2 separate regions of the Zea mays genome follow, and region 2 is linked to region 1. The links are chromatin contacts, called in public Hi-C maps. All regions are on one chromosome and are shown on one strand. Each heading gives the region's core, a stretch centred on a gene start, on an enhancer-like site or on the middle of the called end of the contact. The rest is flanking DNA. Distances are from core to core; before and after follow the strand shown. Region 1 has its middle 81 kb from the start of LOC103631943. Region 2 holds the start of LOC103631943 (TORTIFOLIA1-like protein 2).

Region 1 (4,097 bases), core at 1,064-3,563:
AGGGGCGGAGGGCCCATTGTGGCCTATTATAGCCCAAGCCATACCAAAAAAACCGGCCCAACTTCCATATCGCGCATTCGCGCTGGCAGCCTGGCGCTAACGAACCCTCACCGCCCCGCGCTCACGAACACAGCTGACGTCCGCCGAACCGCCAAGGGGAGACCGAACCTTTCGCCGCTGCCCGCTGTGCCCAGCCTTCCGGCCACACGCTGACACCGTCCGCGGTCCGCCGCTGTGTCGAGCCACCGGCCGTCGCTATGCCACGCCCAGCGGCCCCAACCTTCTGGCCTTCTGTGCCGAGCCGGCGAGCCAGCGTCCGCTGCTCGGCTGCTGTGCCCAGGTGGCCAGGCGCCCAGCCTTCCGGCCATGGGCCACGCACTAACGCGCCCACGCGGGCCACGCGACGTCTGTGACTTCCGCGGTCCGCCGCTGTGCGCCTGTGGCTTCCGAGCTGTAACAGTAAGCAAAGCAAAATCAGAGGTACGACAGCTACATATTTTAAAGCAATTTATTCTCATTTTAGACAATGTTTTATTTCTTTATATATATCGCGAATTGTTCTACAAGTTGATTGTTTGTGTGCTAAATATTATTATATGGTCTAGTTGTGTAGAGCTATACCTAAATTTTTTTTCGTCCTCCGCCACTGCTTGCAGAGATAAGTCTTCTTGGTGAGATAGATGTGATAACATTTGAGCAGTGGTGTAGTAATTACGAGAATCTGTTTGCTCGGAAACTTAGATCATCAATGTCAAGATCTTCACCAAATCAAGTTATCCTACCTCACTGAAGATCGGACCTTGTCTTATATCAGGTCCTATGTTCCTTTAAGCACCACGCACCGATGACCAAGTGTATTATATGATATTATTACAATACAGATGAGGAGTATGTCGCCTAAACATGATGCATCCATGGTTATACATACTCCGGCCTGCCGGTGTAAATTGGAACAAATTAAAGATTCTGTCTATAGATAGAGTACATGCAGTAATCCAGCTATAGCTGTCGGTGTAGACTGACTTGCATTGGTCGGAGCTCACTGTTATTACTACTAGCATCAAGCAACAAATTAACGGGGCATCTGGTCATGCATGCATGATGCATATGTGAACCGGCTAGCAAGTCTTAGAATATATTCAGTTGGATCGGTTGGCCTTATCTAACTTCATGTGTGCCATCATGCACGGATTCGTTTAATCTCCTCCTCTATCTGGTTTGTTTTTCTCTGTGCATATATACTCTTTAATTTCTTAGCGTAAACAGTAGGGAAGGTATATATGCATAGACCATATATGACAGTATGAGCAAGATGAGGGTGCGTGCCCTGCAAGCGACCGAAAAGGTTATCGCATGTGACTGTTGACGACGTTGGTATATATATTCATGATGTATTATTATGGATTTGCCGGGAGTGGGAGATAGACGTTGATATGATTGTGTGGGCTAGACTTCCTACTAGAGACTCTAAACCCTCCTCTGTTTTAAGAAAATTTCATTCTCTATAGTCTTTAATTGTGTCCTCTAAAACCTTCTCTTAGAGGGCACTTCTCCATTCTCTCCATATAGAGTCTCCCTCCTCTCATATACTTATTTTTTATACTCTAAACAATGGATCGATGAAGCAAGATTAAAATATGTACAAGACATTTGAGGGTATAAAAAATACGCGAAATATAGAGAACGTTGTTGAAGAGTGATGAGATATAGAGGAGACAATTTTTTAGGGCTCATTTGTTTCCCTTCATTTTGAGGAATTGGAATTTAACTAATAGAGTAGGCTATTTTTTTTCAGTATATGTGATATTCCACAACTTTCCAAAATGTATATATAAGTATATCTCAAATTCATGGTGTGAGAGATGAAAATTAATTCTATAGATTTACATGCTACTTTTCTAATGTACAATTTATAAAACATTCTTCTACTTGTTTCTCTATAACATAAATGTAGTGTATAACTATCTATCTGATATAATTTATGATAACATACAAATATATTACATAAATAAATATATTAACTCAATTAGTTTTATTTAAATTATAATTATTAGAATAGAATTTAATTCTAACGAAACAAACGGGTTCTTAGAGAAACCTGTAAAAAATAGATATAGAGAAGAGGTATAGAGAACATAATTGGAGCACAGGTTTCATGAGAGGGAAGAGGGAAATTATATACAGAGTGGGCCGGGGCGTGCATGCATGATGGCAGTGCGAGTGCCCAGTGCATGAGCCCCATCCAGATCGAGTCAACTCCAACTGCGACGTGTGCCGATTGCCGAGAGCCCGATACGCAGTGTGGCCGGCATGGAGCAGTGAGTGCAAGTGTGCAACCACGCACTGTGCAGCACATGCAGCAGCGACGGTGCATCACTCTCAATAGTAACGTGCGACCAAATAATTAAATGTGCAGTTTGACACTCTGAATAATGTATATGCAGTCTAGTGATGGATGCAGAAATAGATAAAAAAAATGGGCTGAATTATAGATTGAGAAGATGTACTAGAGATGTCCATAATGCGAATGAATAGAGCCGCCACACAGAGGATGTGCAAATTGCAAACATGTGGGTTGTTGTGTGTCGTGCGTGTGGGTGATGGTCTGATGGGTATGTGCAGCCTACTGTTATACGCGTGCATCTTGTAACCGTGAACTTTCTTTGTATGACTATGCTAAAATTACTATAGGACACTAAGTGCTACCTAGGCCGCACGACACAGAGATGGTTCGTGAAGTTCCAACGGTTATATCTCTCCTTGAGGGCTATAGGACCCTAGCTAGCCATTTGAGTGGAGTGGGAGATATCAAATGCATCAAGAGAGTTTATGCTCAGTTTCAGTAGTTCTAGACATCCAAGTGCTCAAAGAATCACTTGGTGAGTAGGCTAGGTGTTTAGTGAAGTGTTTAGATTAGTTTGACAATTATATAGCGTTTTCTTTAGGGTTTAGGCTAAATGTTTGAGCCATGTTAAAATACCTCTTATCCCTTGGTGCTTGCACACTCCATTATAATTGTACCTAAGAAGCTTGTACTCTTGTGAGATCACACCAACTATGTTTTGTGGTGTGGTTGACACTATGTACTAGAGATAACTACGTCCACGATATTTTTGCTAGAAACTTGATAGTGAAGACAATGAGAAACAGTTTAGGAGAGTATATTCTGGAGACTCACTTGTGTGTGGAAAAGTTTCGGGGCTATCCATGGAGTTACCTGATCGGGAGTTCGGCCCTTGTGTGGGCATCCTTGCGAGGGGCTCCAATGAGGACTAGGAAGAAGTTGTGTTCCTCTCGATACCTCGATAAAAGTATTGAAATTATTAGATGGAGTTTGTGTCTTTATCGCCTTTTAGTTTCTGTATTTATATTGTGTACCTTAGTTGTGTGTTTTATCTACCTAGTTTAGTTGATAGTTTTGAGACCTAGATTGCATAACTCTTTGTGGTAGAGATAGCAACTCACTTATAGTCAAAATCATAGTTGTACATGGATAGATTATTTGTTGCTTATGTTTGTCTAGGAGAAATTAGGGGCCTTAGTTTGTGAAATAGATTGCCTAATTCACCCCCTTTTAGGCATCACAGTCCCTTCAGAGGCACAAACCATCAAACCCCTCAACGATACTCTACACTCCCTCTATGATCTCTAGACAAGTCACCTTCAGTCCTCGACTGCTCGATCACCAAGTCCTATAGCTTCTATGCTTTACGTGGTCAACCATTATCATGACTTGGTCAACACGGTCTACTCCTCCATATAATATTGTAATGACACTAGGTGCCAGTGAAAGTTGCCTAGAGGGGGGGTTAAATAGGCAATACCTAAAATTCTAAATCAAACACAAGGAGAAAAATCCAAATATTCTAAATTTGGTGTTTAGTGTGTGAGAGAGATATAACCAAGATATATCCAAAGCTAAATTCTTGCTTATGTTGGTAGTAAAACTTAGGTGCAGAATAAATGCTACCAATAAAGTAGTGTGAGATAAAACTCAATTGATGAGAGAAACAAGTATTAACTAGAAGAGGAAAGACAAATGCAAATGGGAAGGAGAATGCACAAGAGACTCAGGAATTGTTTACTGGAGTTCAGTT
Region 2 (4,169 bases), core at 1,174-3,673, 81 kb after region 1:
TACTGATGATAGTATGCGTAACTAGGAGTATTGTCCTATGGTTGCACATAATGAACTGGTTCGATTACTTGCTAGGCTGGAAGTTCCTAAGTATGGATGAAAGTGCTACATTTGAATACTACATTAGAACTACTCATAACCCTAATTTTGTACCTGTCTCTAGGAAAACCACTAGAGACATGGTTAAATACTTCACTAGTAAAAAGGTCAAGCTTGTTGAGAATCTTAGTTCTTCTGTTGTTAATTGTGTGTGTTGATTGTGTGTGTTTGACCTCTAACATTTGGTACGGTAATGCCAAAGAGGACTACCTTAGTGTTGTTGCCCATTACATAAACCCTGATTGGCAACTAGAGAAAAGGGTGCTTGGTCTTGTGCTTATTGATGTGTCACATGATGGACAAAACATTGTTGCTCGTGTTGTCGGTGTGCTTGCTGATTATGGCTTGACTAATAAGATGTTTGTTGTTACCTTAGAAAATGCATCATCAAATGTTTCTGCCATGAGGATGCTTAGACCTATACTGCCACCATATCTTGGTATTGAGAATGTTGATGGTGGTGATAAATCCTAAACCTCCATATCTATGTTCTTGCATCAGCGTTGCACATGCCTTATTACCAATCTAATAGTTAAAGAGACCCTTGATGCTCTTAAGTCTTTGATTGAAACATTTAGAACTGCAATACCTTTTTAAAACTCTACATATCAGATGTTTAAGCATTTGTTTCCTCATAGGGTCCCTTTCACTACTTTCATGCATGTGAACCATCCTAGTGCTGAAGGTGATTAATTTATTTTAATTGATGATCATTGTGTTGTTGCAGAAAAAGTACTTAAATTTCTTGAACTCTTTTATAATTCTACAGTTGCATTGTCTGGTGTTTAATGTCCTACTTCTCCACTTATGCTTCATTATATCTTGTTAGGATTGCTATACACCTAAAGAACTATGCTAATGACACTCTATGTCTCATACCAGTAGCGTGGAATGTAGGATGATATATGATCCGTTTAACTATTTTTTTTCAGAAGCGGCTGTTAGCCAAATAGTTTTTGTGATTTCCTCGCAATCTATATCTCATACAAGTTTTTTCACAATCTGCAGCTTACAAGAACTTTTTCTTAAAAAAACCATGACACAACCAAACACGATTTTATATACATGTATGATTCCGCAGATCGCTGAGGTTCAGGTGTCCAGATCGTGCGTCCAAGTGTCTCTGCAGCCAGCCAGAGAAACGTACGATCGGTAAACGATTGACATGATACGATACGGTATCCAGGTTAGTTGAAGATACTGCCGATGGATCAGGGATCGAATCATCATCCGTTGGAACTTGGTAGGATATGTATAACTAGCAATGTAACACATATAGCGGCATTCTGAATGCACGCACGCGCAGACTGTTTTCGGTGGATCGTGTAAAATAACAGACGCAAAACTATGTAGATGACACTGTCTGTAGAGTAGAGTTTAAAATAGGGGATAAGATAAAGGTTGAGATATGAGATCTAATGTAGATGGCCTAATTAAAGCCATGTTTGGATTTAATTTGTTCTAGCTAAATTTTAGCCAGGTAAAAGTATCATCTAGCTAAAGTTTAGCTAGTAGCTGGATGTTTGGTTCTCTTAACTACTAGCAGCTGGATGTCTAGTTCTCGAGGTAATTAGCAGTAAGAGACGACCTCAAGACGTTCCGTTCCCTAGACTAGATAATGGACTAGCTAATACAAGCTAAAGGATATAAACAAAAGGACATGAGTACTATTTTGATTTAGCGTGACCAGTGAAAATCATGATACATGGATCAGTTATCTCTAGCATTAGCTAGCTCTGTGTGGTCGAGAAGATAACAAAATCTAAGCTCTAGCTAAAGTTCATCTAATCTGTTAGTTGGTCTGTTTGGTTAAAAGATAGTTAAAGTTGCGCAAATAATGATTATATATCTATCTAGGTCGAGGTGAAGATCGATGTCCCTTGATGCATCACAAGCACACCCACTCTACTAATCTCTCATTCTTTTTTATTTATTATATTTTAATTTAAAAATGAACAAGCGGAGGATAAATATTTGAAAAGATACTCGCTTTGCATGCATCCGAGACGCAACAACGAGCTGCTGCGAGAGAGAGATACGGCTATGATCTGCACGAAAGCAATCCTGCGAATGATCATCAAAAGGCGATAGTCGTCGTTACACGTCCCCGTCGTACGTCGTTCTCGGCGGGCCGGGCTCCCACTCCGTGGATGCTTTGGCCTCGGCCTCTTGTTGAGCCCATGCATGCATGTTACTCGCGCGCGTCGCTCGCCACTTCCAGGAACGTGCAAGTCTCCTAACCCGATCGGCCGATCCTCCTCATCTGTGCAGATATATCGTCCCTACTACTCTATAAGTATTTATTGTAGGCGTCCACATGTGCGCCATGTTCTGCCTCTCGACGCCCATCTGCCCGCGCGCCCCGCTCGTGGGTGCCCCCGCTCATGTGGCAGCCGCCTTCGCGTCCACCACGAGATCCCCGCCCTTCCCATGGAACCCCGCTCTGCATCCCTCCCTGAGCTCTGTCGTGCCATCCCCGCCCTGCCCCCCTCGAAACCCCGTTCCTTCCGGCCCCGCCCTCGCCCTCCTCCTCCCACTCCGACGCACTCGAGAAGTCGTGAGCCAACGCCGCCGCTTCCACCTCCGAGTCCTTTGCGGCACTCAAGGCCCATTGTCCCCGCCTCCCCTTCCCGCGCCGCCTAGGTCTCGTTGGACAAGATGTCGATCCGGGGTCGACGAGCACTAGACCTTCTTCGGTTCTCTAGCGACCCTCCCCCACAACCACGGTCTCGCGCGAGCTTGGTCAGCTTCGTCAGCGAAGCTGGGCAGCAGGCGTGGGCAGTCGGGCGCGAGAGCTTGGTCGGCTTCGTCAGCGAAGCTGGGCAGCAGGCGTGGGCAGTCGGGATGGTCCAAGGACGCCAGCTCGCATCTGGCGGTTTCCGTCCGCAAAGGTAGCAGCAGACGTCGCCTTTGACCATCTGTGCCTCGATCCCGCAGATGCTTGTCCGTGCTGTTAAGCTTCTCAAGAACCTCCACTTCATGGCGAAGCCCGCTGCGATTGACTTGATAAGAAGCATTATTCAGGTTTGAACTCTTTCTTTTGTGTAAGCAATGTCAATCCACTAAAACCTCTTCATGTGTAAGCACAATTTCACATGTCTTCCATGTTATACAGATTACTTTGCATATTCATCTGACCTTGTAATATGTATCATGAGAAAGAAACATTCTTCTTTGTAATACTTGTTATTTAATTAATGGTTAGTCAGATTGGAAATACTGCAATCTTTCTACAAATTCGCATGCCTTTCTTGCTTCAAAAAAACTAAGGTTCATGCATTGCATTGCTAGATTGATCGGTCACTAATATATGGTGTAAATTCAACGGCACCTCTTAATGTCTTTCATGACGTACAGTAACAATCTTCATCTTCAGTTCGATTTCATAGCTTGTAACTACCAATCTACCATAGGATCTTACATTGTGTTAGTCTACTTATGCACCCCCTATTTTTCAGGCTGAAGGTGCTTCCACAGAGCAGGCATTATCATCAGCTCTAACAAGTATTATGGATGCGCTGAACAGTACTGACTGGAATACAAGGAAGGCTGTCTCACTAGCTCTTTCAAGTATTGCGATCAGTTCTGGGTATTTGGTTACCTCTTTCAGAAATTCCTGCCTTCGCTCCCTTGAGTGTAGTAAATTTGACAAGGTATTGTATCTCTTCACTCCCTTGCACCTGTGGAATTTTATGTTGTAACATATTTCCTTTTATGTTTTATTGACTTAATGCCTCCTATGATAGGTAAAACCGGTACGTGACACCATTATATACATGCAATTCAGCTGTGAAAAGCTATTCCAGGGTCTCATACTCCTGAACCATGAAGCTGGATCATCAACAAAAGGTACAAAATATGTCCATGTAATTTACATTTAACATTTGATATTAAGAAAAACAGACAAAACACTGTTTGTTTTCTTGATTTATTTCAAAATCCATTAATCTATATTTTATAAAAAGTTAACATGCATATATCTTTCTTGTTTTTCTTTAAAAAAATATTACCAAAATAAATAGGGTAAGCTAATCAGAACTCACATGATGTTTGTATATATATAAGCAACA

Evidence for each region. A called contact is a pair of places that touch in the nucleus more often than the background predicts.
Region 2: a Hi-C map of leaf shows a contact between it and region 1, with 2.6 times the contacts expected there. The contact joins the promoter of LOC103631943 here to the enhancer-like site in region 1. A contact is called at or near these places in 8 of 25 Hi-C or Micro-C datasets (bundle sheath, ear, endosperm and 3 more).

Annotation. Positions count from the first base shown.
Region 1 is chr7:5,419,673-5,423,769 of Zm-B73-REFERENCE-NAM-5.0, forward strand. No RefSeq gene overlaps it. Among protein-coding and RNA genes, the nearest start is that of LOC103631943, 81 kb to the right of the region's middle. Within about 2 kb of position 2,314, at least 9 of the 20 cell types and tissues checked have an H3K27ac peak or open chromatin away from gene starts, as enhancers often do. A contact at or near this core is called in leaf, seedling and tassel, where this site is marked.
Region 2 is chr7:5,500,680-5,504,848 of Zm-B73-REFERENCE-NAM-5.0, forward strand. LOC103631943 (TORTIFOLIA1-like protein 2) reads left to right here and starts at 2,424. Exons shown (of 7, transcript XR_002263637.1): 1 at 2,424-3,123; 2 at 3,558-3,752; 3 at 3,846-3,948.